Linked DNA regions of Mus musculus: region 2 is linked to region 1. Evidence: chromatin contacts called from public HiChIP or PLAC-seq data. All regions are on one chromosome and are shown on one strand. The core of a region is the stretch at or near the end of the contact, and the rest is flanking DNA. Distances in the headings are between cores, read along the strand shown.

Region 1 (5,115 bases), core at 1,371-3,870:
TATCACCAGCACAGGGCTCAGTGCTGGGAGAACCCAGCATGCCAAGACTGTCAGGAGAACACAGATTCAGGAGCAGACCTTCTGTCTTCTGATCAGACGCTAAGCTAACCTCTAACCCCATTTCTGGGGTCTTCCATCTGGACAGAGGAGAGAGAGCACACCTGGAGCAAGTTTCAACATTAAGGACACAGTTGGACCAGATTCAGCAGTAGGGAGCGGGCGTGTTGAGAGGACACTGAGGGTCTTGAAGGATGGTCAGGGATGAAGCTGGGAAGCAGGAGGGGCACCCCCTTACCCACTCTACTTGTTTGCTCTGCCTTCAGGGCATTCTTCAGGGCTTGACCAGAGGTAACGCCCCATGGGGAAGGGATTGCCTCTCTCCTGTGGTCAGTTTCTCCCAGCACCTGCCTAGAACACACACCTGGTGGGGTCAAGTCTCTGGGCTCCCTGAGGCCCAGCTGGGGGCTACCCTAGGACTTTCTCCCTTCCTCGGTCCTTCCTCTATACCGTCAGCCCCAAATGAGGCCCAAGTCCACCTGGGAAAGAAGCAAACGACTCTCTTCGGCACTGGCCTCACCCTGCCTCCTCCCTCTACCCTAGTAACCCTTTACAGTATATCTCCCATCCCCCATGCCCCAGAACACATACACCTGCTTTAGAGATGAAGAAACAGAAGTACACAGAGCTCAGCAAATAAAGTGCCAGGCTATGTCCTTCAGGCCCTAGGTCCTGCCTTCATCTGGCCCCTCCTCTTGGTCACCCAGGTGTTTCCCTGGAGACGCTGGGATTTGCATCCAGCTCCATCCCTGCTTGCCTCTTTACTGCTCCATAGCTGTGCAGCTTGAGGCAACTTACCTCCCCACTCTGGGCCTCTCCGACTCAGTCTCCTAGCTGTGAGGCCCATAGTGGCAGCTTCTGTGTCGGGCCACTGTGAGGTGTATGACAGTGGTGGTTTGTGTGAGAAGTCTCTAAACTCTTCCCCAGAGCACTTTACCACTGAGACTCTACCTTTGACTCCTCCTACTACCATACCCATACCCATAGGTCCTACATTGCCCTCTGCACTGGTTCATCCCAACCCTTAGCTCAGCCTGGCCTAGTCTGCCCCTTGTACATGACTGCACACCCCCAAGTTCTTGGACCCCACTCACATGTCTATGCAGGACAGTTGGGGATGAGTGGGATGTCGGGGCATAGATCTTAGGTGTGGACAGAGACTGGTGAGAAGCTGTCACGAAGCTGTCACAGAAGACTGCCCGCGGAGAGGATGGAAGGCTTGCTAAGGTGACTTGGATGTGGGAAGCAGATGGCATGTCTAGAGTACAAATCTTGCCCTGAAGCCCTGACTTGGCTGCTAAGTGGAGCTTCAGGCCTTGTCTGAAGCCTTGTCCATGAAGGTTCCTAAGGGGCTGGGGACAGACAGGACATATGAGAGGCTCCTGTCCTCAGCGGATCACCCTGCAAAGCCCCTGAGCTGACTTTCCAAATCCCCAATAGTGCTTCCCTGTCATAGTGAGGGTTAAGCCCACTTAGGAGGCCATGCCCCACCCTTCTGTCCTCTTAACTCCATGATCCCTCTAGATGCTCCCAGGTTCTAACACGGGACAAACTCGTCCTATCCCACTGTGAGGCAAGGGCAGATGGGGATGGGCATCTCTTCCTGCACATCAACACGCTATTTCCCATTCATTCGGGCCTAGGGAGAGGATGGTAAGGGGCAGAATAGCAGGGACAGGAAAGGATGTTCCCTGGTGTTGCTTCAGTCTTCTTTGTTAGTATCAGGCACCAAAATACATTATGGGAATCATCTAACGTCATGTTCCCAACTACAACCTAAGACAGGCATTGTATCACACCAAGAGGAGGAAACTGAGGTTCGGAGAGGCTAAGTCACTTGCTCAGTGAAACATGGCCCACAACAGGGCAGAAGCATGCATGGAGGTGAATCTGTCCTTACCCTAGTCTCTCTTCCTCTGGGAGTCAGGTACCAGGAGACACAGACGCCTACTTCCTGAGCTGTGTCCTACCTCATTGCCCCATGGGAAAATGTCCACAAGCATCTCCTCTGCCCCCAGCCTGCCCAATACCCTCTGCTGGACCTGATCACAGAGACATATAGAGATGTGAGTCTTCCGTGGGGCAAGGCCCCAAGCCACAAGCCCCAAGCAGTCCTTCATTAAGAGACTAAGTCGAGAGCCACCAGGTTAGAGGGTGAGCATCCCAACGTGAACAAGCAACAGAGGCAGAAACCTACACAGACACGGTGATACATACACGGTCACACATGCCTCGAATACATGGCAAATGCCACAAAAAACATTTGAAGTCCCTGGGTAGGTGGGATGTGTAACACCCTCCTCACCCCCATTAAGATTTGTCATTGAATAATAGACAGCTGAGAGCATGTGGTCTCAGCCAAGCTCCTTGCTCCCATACAGTGTCAGTAAGGACAGCAAAGGATGGACCGACCCCCAGGCATGTTAGGCAGCCTAGGAATCAGGGCTGACTGGCTCCCAGGGGCACCTGGGTAATGCTGCAGGTGTGGTCAGTTGATCCCCTGCGGAGACAGTAAAGATTAAGAGGATCATACACTGTGTCCAGCGCTGTGCTGGCAGAAGTCTGGACCCAGAGCCAGGGTGGTGAGAACGCTTCAGAAGGAAGAAACGCTCCTAACTTACAAGGCAAGGGAAGTAGAGGAGAGACAGGCACAGACTGAAAGACAGACAGACAGACAGACAGGGGTTAAAGATGGATGCATCGGTTGGGCCCAGCAACTTCTAGCAAGCAGGCTACCCTTAGGACCATCCATATCCGATGAGCTCTACAGTGGCTGCCTCCACTATGCCTGTGTCTGTGGCGGCCTCCAAGAAGGAGTCTCCAGGTAGATGGGGCCTTGGAGAGGATCCAACAGGTATGATTTTTCTGGAGGTGTGGTCTGGACCTTTGAGGAAGAGAGTGTAAGCAGTAGGTTCAGAGAGCCACGAGCGAGCTTGAGCCACATAGCCCCAACCCCAGGGCTGTGAGCAAGCATGAGAGTCTGCTGGCAACCCCAGAGTCCTAGAAACTGAGAGGCCAGCAGAGCAAGACCCAACAACTGGCTGCTGAGGCAGGAAATGGGTGCTCTTGAGACACAGAGAGATCTCGAGAGAGGCTGCAGCCGCCCATAGGGGAGGAATGGGGCTGGGAAGGTGGAAGCCATGGAGGGAAAAGAGAGGGGAAGGGGTGGGAGCAGAGGTTAGGATGCCACAGTGAGGAAGCTGCTGTTTCCGGTGGGAGTCACATGGGCAGATCTAGTTTGAGGAACGTGGGAACCTATGGACCGGAGGGAAAGGGGGTGACTAGGGGAGGGAGTGGGGAGCTATCTCAGTTCAGCCCTGCCTTCTTGCTCAGGTGTGGGCCCCTCGCTCCAGTGCCGAGTGTGTGGGGACAGCAGCAGTGGGAAACATTATGGCATCTATGCCTGCAATGGCTGCAGTGGCTTCTTCAAGAGGAGTGTGAGAAGGAGGCTCATCTACAGGTGCCACAGCTCTGCCGGCCTGCCCCGGTGTGCCTAGCACGGGTGGAGGGCGTTCAGGGAAAGCGGAAGACGAGACCAGGGCAAACATATCCCAAGTCAAGGCCTAGAGTCAGGGCATGACACTGCCCCCCCAGGAGCTCGTGTCCTCTGCAGGTGCCAAGTCGGGGCAGGGATGTGCCCAGTGGATAAGGCCCATCGCAATCAGTGCCAGGCCTGCCGGCTGAAGAAGTGCTTACAAGCAGGCATGAACCAAGATGGTGAGTGGTGGGCACGGTGAAGTGGGAAAGGCAGGAGAGAAAATGGCATCACTGCCAAGGGGCAGGTGCGTGTGTGTCCTGAGTCTCCCTGCTTTCCAAGCTGTGCAGAATGAGCGCCAACCTCGGAGCATGGCTCAGGTCCACCTGGATGCCATGGAAACAGGCAGTGACCCCCGATCAGAACCAGTGGTAGCCTCTCCTGCTCTGGCAGGGCCCAGTCCCCGGGGCCCCACGTCTGTGTCTGCAACCAGAGCCATGGGCCACCACTTTATGGCCAGCCTTATCACCGCCGAAACTTGTGCTAAACTGGAGCCAGAGGACGGTAAGTGGGAAGGCAGTGGGCGTGGATACTCACACCGGCTCCCACAGAGCAGCCACTGAACTCCAAACCTCCTCCTCTGCAGCTGAAGAGAATATTGATGTCACCAGCAATGACCCCGAGTTCCCCGCATCCCCCTGCAGTCTGGATGGCATCCATGAGACATCTGCTCGCCTGCTCTTCATGGCTGTCAAATGGGCCAAAAACTTGCCTGTGTTTTCCAACCTGCCTTTCCGGGACCAGGTACACAGCACAGCCTGCCTGCTGGAGCTGGGCCAGGCACAGTGAGCAGTCAGCTTGGGGAAACATGGACCCCTGGGCTGGCGAGGGATGGAGACTTACATAGTTTACCTTAGGGTACTTGTGTCTCTGAGCTGGGGGGCGGTGGTGGTTAGGGCAGTGACAGTGGAAGTATGTTAACTCCCCGAGGAAAAGATGCTAGCCAAAGATGTGTGGAGCCCAGAATGGGATGCAGAGTGGGACCTGTGACTCTCTGGGCCCCATTGCCTTTTCTTCTGTGCAAATTGTCTGACCTGTAGCCATTCTGTGTGAGACAGGAATCAGCATACCCTGAACAAGGAAGTGGTTGACTGTGAGTTCTTTAGAGTAGAGGCTCCCTGTGATTTCAGGCATGAGTGTCCCCCAGCCTTTCTACATCTGAAAAAGAACGCTGAGCTTCTAATAGGCTGGCAGAGATCTCACAGTGGTCCAGGAGAGAGTGGTCCAGAGGTGCTGAGCCCTCAGCCCAGCTATGTGTTTAGAGGGAACGGCTTGGAAGAGTCAGCCAGTCTCTTGAATTCTCTCAGTGTGGACACTCTGGGCTCATCTTGAGGCTGCCCAGCATCCCTAGACTTACCCTGAATGGCCCAGTCACAGGGCTATCCTGGATAGAATCCATGGAACATCTGAAAACCTGGGTAGCTGAGCCAGAGCCTTTGTAGGAGAAGGTTCTAGGCACCTCGAGGGGCTCTTCTGCTCCTGGCCAAGGTGGCAGGCTGGGAGTGCCGGGAGCTATGCACCTG
Region 2 (4,968 bases), core at 881-3,380, 560 kb before region 1:
GCATCCATATTACATCATAGCAAATTCTCTGTCTGTCTGTCTGTCTTACTCTGTCTCTGTCTGTCTTTCTCTTATCCTGTCTCTGTCTTTGCCTGTCTGTCTTTCTGTCTCTCACTGTCTCTCTCTGTCTCAGTCTCTCTGTCTCTCTCTCTCTTTGTTGTTCAACCATTTGAAAATGTGACCCTCTCTTCCCCCTAAATGGCAGGCAGTCAGTCAGGCTTGACCCATGCCTTCCAGTCTAGTTCCACACACTATTGAAAGCCTTTTCAGTGCCAGGAAGAGTGACTGTGAACATCGGGTGAGTAATTTGTATTGCTGTTGTGACAAAATCCTTGACAAGCAGTTTCAGAGAGGAATGGGTTACCCAGCTTAGAGTTCAAGAGGGTGATTCCAGGGTGACCAGGAAGACACTGCAGTAACGAAGGAGTGACAGCAGGGGTAGGAAGCTGGATGGTCTCTTTGCACCCACAGCTAGGAAGCAGAGCCACCCTGTAAGACCCCAGGGCCCACCCACAGTAGCCTGCTTCCTCTTAAAGTTTCCACCACATCCTCAAACAGCACTACCAACTGGGAACCAAGCTCAGATACACAACTGTGTAGACGTATTACAATTAAAATACAGCAGTGCCCCAGGTAGTCTACAAAAATCATAGGTGTTCCAGTGTCCCTAAGAATCTAGTTCAAGTCATAAGTTTTAGAAAAAAAAAAAAGGTTATTTGTGAGCTTGGGTTATACAACTTAATGCAATCGCCATAATACAACTTGCTATACTTTGAGTAGTCATTGTAGTGAATAATATATATATATATATATATATATATATATATATATATATATATATATATATATATATATGTATGTATGTATATATAAATAGACTTTCAAAATTCTTAGCATCAATGACTTTAGTGATATACTATACCTTTCCAAGATTCTGCCAACTGCAGATTGAGAGTGTGTGTGTGTGTGTGTGTGTGTGTGTGTGTGTGTATTGAAAAAGATATATGTTTGCTTGTTTTTCAGGATGATTTCTCTGTGTAGTTCTGGCTGTCCTGGAAGTCACTCTATAGTTCAGGCTGGCTTCACACTCAGACATGGCTTCTGTCTCCCATGTGCTGGGATTGAAGGCTCATGCCACCACTGCCTGACTCAGATTGAAAATAGTTTTAAAACTTTATATCAGTATTGAATATGGTCAGACCTTGATTTTTGTCTTTATCTACTAGAGATAGATGGTACACTGTCCATTTACCTAACATGTACAGTACATGAGGCAGTATAAGTAATCCAGGGATGGTTTAAAATGCCCAGGCAGGAGGATGAGCACAGCTCATGCCGTACCATGCCATTTATATAAGGTAGTCTTTTGCATAGTATCTGCAGTGTGTGAGATAGTATCAGTGCCCCCAGGAGTAATTTAAGGCATATGGGAGGATGGATATATATATGTGTGTGTGTGTGTGTGTGTGTATGTGTATGTATATATATATATATATATATATATATATATATATATACACACACACATACATACATACATATATATGTTATATACAAATACCATGACATTTTATATGAGGGACTTGAGCATTCATGGATACTGTTGTTGTTGGCGATGCTGACAAGGCTAAGAATATTGATGGGTAAATACACTGTATCCTGTTCTAGTTCCCAATTAAAAGGTGTTTTTCACATTGCTCTCTTGTTGTATTTGATCCCGGGAGTCCAGTAGTTCTGACTCCTCCCATCCTGATGGTCTGTGGTATGGAATTAGACTCGATTCTGCCTGAATCCAGCAGGGAAGGGCACGGAAGGCACTCCCAGGCTTGCATTTGGCACATGGTGAATGCAGGATAAACTTGTTCCCTCTTCTCCCAACCCGACTCAAAAGTCCTGTGTTTTTTGGTCAGCTCCAAAAACACGCTGAGCCTCTTTGAGCTTGCTTCCCTGGTTCTTTCCACATGCAGTAAAGTCACTAACCTTTTTAAATGGAAACAAAAACAGAGGCTGTTGGAAAGCTGAGTTCCCCGCCCGGGTCACCAGCTCTCCCTCATTGGACAAAACACAGCTCTGTGCAGACTGCTGGTTGGGGCCAGAGGAGAGGCCCCAGCTCCGGGGACCAAGGCTCCAGCTGGGTGCAGACCCGGCTCTCCAGACAGGAGACAGCAGGCCTGCTGACTGCTTCCATCTCCACAGCTCCTGGGTGGATCTTGGTTTCAGAGATTCCTATGGGCAGAAAAGTGGGATTCTTTCCAGATGGGAGACCACCAGCCCTGAAGGTGACTGCGAGGCTGTGGTTCTTGGCTCCCAAACCTGCTTTCACTGTATGTGTTGGATGGAACCCCGACTTGAGCAAGCGTGCGTTTGTGTTGTTTAGGGGGCGATGGCGCATGTGTGCTTTCTGGCCTGGGGGGGTGGTGGTGGTAGGATGTGAAGGGAGGCAGCTGTTGTCCTTTGGCCAGGGAGGGTTTTTCTCATTGTTTTGTTGGGCAGGGGGCTGGTGTCCTTGGGCAGAGAGCTCTTTGGTGTATAGACAAGTGGTCTTGGCGATGTGGGCCTGAATTTTGAGTTCTCCTTTGGCATTGGCTTGCCGTTTGACTGCCAGAGTCATTGCCTATTGTTGTATCACTAATTCTTCACTCCCGAATGAACAGCGATTGACTAGATCACTGAGACAGGCGTGGATATTTGACCTTCGCCCTTACCCGGCAGTGATACGATGTTTCTTCTCTTTCCGGAGAGTGGTCGGTTATAAGGACCTAAGGGACCACCACCCACAGAAGCAACGTCACACATCCCCTCTTTTCTGCTCCTGCTTGTGGCCTCGATGGGGACCACACGAGGACCCGTGCACCTGCTTTATTTCATCCTTCCCCTCCCAGCAGAGAAACGCTCGTGGGGATCTGATGGAGATTGGGAACTACCACATCCTGGCCAGAAGTACTGGTGACTCCCCCTTCCTCAGCAGAGACCAAATGGGGACTTAGGGTTTTGTCTCTGGCTGAGCGTGCTGAGGGAAAAGCCCCTCCAGGACTTTAGCATGTCAAAAGAAGACAGTTAAATGGAGGCTTTAAATAAGAGCTTTGTTCATAGCACAATGCCTATGATGTGCAGGGTTAGCACAGAAGCAGTCACGAGAACCAAGCAGGTCTTCTGCTGAATGAAAAAGGACAATAGGTGGAGGCCAACACTAAGCTGACAGAGATGTTAGAGATACCCAGTGAAGGTTCCATCATGAAAGTGCCTCAATAAATAATTATCTATATGCTTGAAATAAATAAAAAACATCTTAGTAAAGAAAAAGAAGACTCTATTATCCATCAATTATCTGTCAATCTATCTGCCTATCAAACATCTGTCTACCATCTATTATCTATCCATCTATCTATCTATCTATCTATCTATCTTATTCATTCACACATAAATCAATCAATTATCTGTGTCCACCATAATTTACTATCTATCTGTCTATCAATCAATCATATGCTATGTATCTTTCTAGTTGTCAATTATGTATATCTTGGACTTCTCACTATCTGTGTAATGCTGGGATTGAATCTAGGGTCTTACACATGATAAGTAATGTTCTGCCACTAAGCCCTGGAAATTTTATTTCTAAATATTAAACTTATTACAAGTTAACAAGCTGTAGTAATGCCTGATTCTTGGGTACCAAGGGAAGTGTTTAAATCGAGTTAATTCTTATTCATCTCAGATGCTTGTCATTTTCTGCAGAGGGGACATCTGAGATGGCCTCAGTGAGTATGAACTGTCTACTCTGCTGCTGTTAACTGCTCACTAAACTATGCCATAGATTAAACAGGGACACTGTCTGTACCCTTCCATCTTCTCTTCCTTTTGTCTCCACTCTGCTACCTTTAACCATCATTTGCACTGTGCTTCCATGAGTTGAATGGCTTTAGAATCCACATGTAAGTGAGAACATGGGTGTGCCTTCTTGTGTCTGGCTTATTTCACTCAGCATAATATTCTCAAGTTCTATCCACGTTGTCGCAAATGACAAGGTTCCCTTCCTTTTTAAAGGCTGAGTAGTGTTCCACTTAGCATTTCCTTATCCATCCCTTGGTTGAGGGCATTCGCATTCATTTCTACATCATGGTTATTGGGAAGAAGGCAGCAAAGAGCCTGAGAGCTCATACATCTCTTCACTAGACAGATTAAGTACTTAAGAATAAATACGACAAGAGGAATTGCTGTACCAAACTTTCTTTGCAGCTTTTTGGGAAACTTCCATACAGCAGTACTTCATGATTGTTGCTCTAAATCCTGCTCTAACTGGTATCATTTGAAAGTTCCACCCCTGTGACTCTCAGCCACAACTGCCATCTTGAGTCTGTTTGATAGTCACTATCCTGACATGGGTAAGATGGAAACTCATCCCTGCTGTAAAGTTCCGTTTCCCAGTGATTATAGTTGTTCAGCGTCTCTTCATGTTCTCTTGAGTGCCGCCTATCAAGGCCCTTCGCCCGCTTCTCACCCTTTGTTGTTGTTGCTATTGGGTGGAGTCCTGTTCGTATTTTGGATATAATCCCATCCGAGATTCAGGGTTTGTAAACATCTTCTCTTAGTTCACAGGCTATCTTTTCACACCGCTCCTTTTCCCTTTGCTTGCAAATACTTTTGTGTTTGCTGTAATCTTATCCATGTTTTTGTTTTGTTGCCTGTGCTTTGGGGATCGGATTTTAAAGAGTCATTACTCACAGCGATGCTATGCAGTATCTCTGCGATTTATAAAAATAGTTTCTAGTCTCAAGTTTTTCATTCTGCGTGGGATTTTTAGAAGGGGAACACATAATAACTGAAATCAAGTCTCACTGGATGCACTGCCTAGGAGAGTAGAGGCAGGAGGATTGAAGATGTAACTAGTTATCCAAGTTGAAGCACAGAGAGAAGCAGACCTGGGCTAAAAGTCAGGTGTCTGTAGGACTATAACAAAAGATCCGAAGT

What was found. HiChIP or PLAC-seq counts read pairs in DNA pulled down with a chosen protein or histone mark.
Region 2: a contact with region 1 is called in an H3K27ac HiChIP or PLAC-seq map of embryonic stem cells, with 2.6 times the contacts expected there. The contact joins the promoter of Thsd4 here to the promoter of Nr2e3 in region 1. A contact is called at or near these places in 7 of 39 promoter capture datasets (cranial neural crest, embryonic stem cells, frontonasal cranial neural crest and 4 more), 2 of 484 Hi-C or Micro-C datasets (cerebral cortex and uterus), 5 of 115 datasets of contacts at active chromatin or transcription factors (embryonic forebrain, embryonic stem cells, kidney and 2 more) and 3 of 9 other capture datasets (adipose tissue, embryonic stem cells and pancreatic islet).

What each region holds. Positions count from the first base shown.
Region 1 is chr9:59,947,584-59,952,698 of GRCm38.p6, reverse strand. Nr2e3 (nuclear receptor subfamily 2, group E, member 3) reads left to right here and starts at 2,620. Exons shown (of 8, transcript NM_013708.4): 1 at 2,620-2,911; 2 at 3,391-3,517; 3 at 3,671-3,774; 4 at 3,875-4,096; 5 at 4,179-4,336. The coding sequence starts at 2,815. Gm7616 (predicted gene 7616) reads right to left here and starts at 1,403. Exons shown (of 3, transcript NR_168957.1): 1 at 1,152-1,403; 2 at 856-928; 3 at 296-408.
Region 2 is chr9:60,508,197-60,513,164 of GRCm38.p6, reverse strand. Thsd4 (thrombospondin, type I, domain containing 4) reads left to right here and starts at 2,130. Exons shown (of 18, transcript NM_001040426.3): 1 at 2,130-2,324.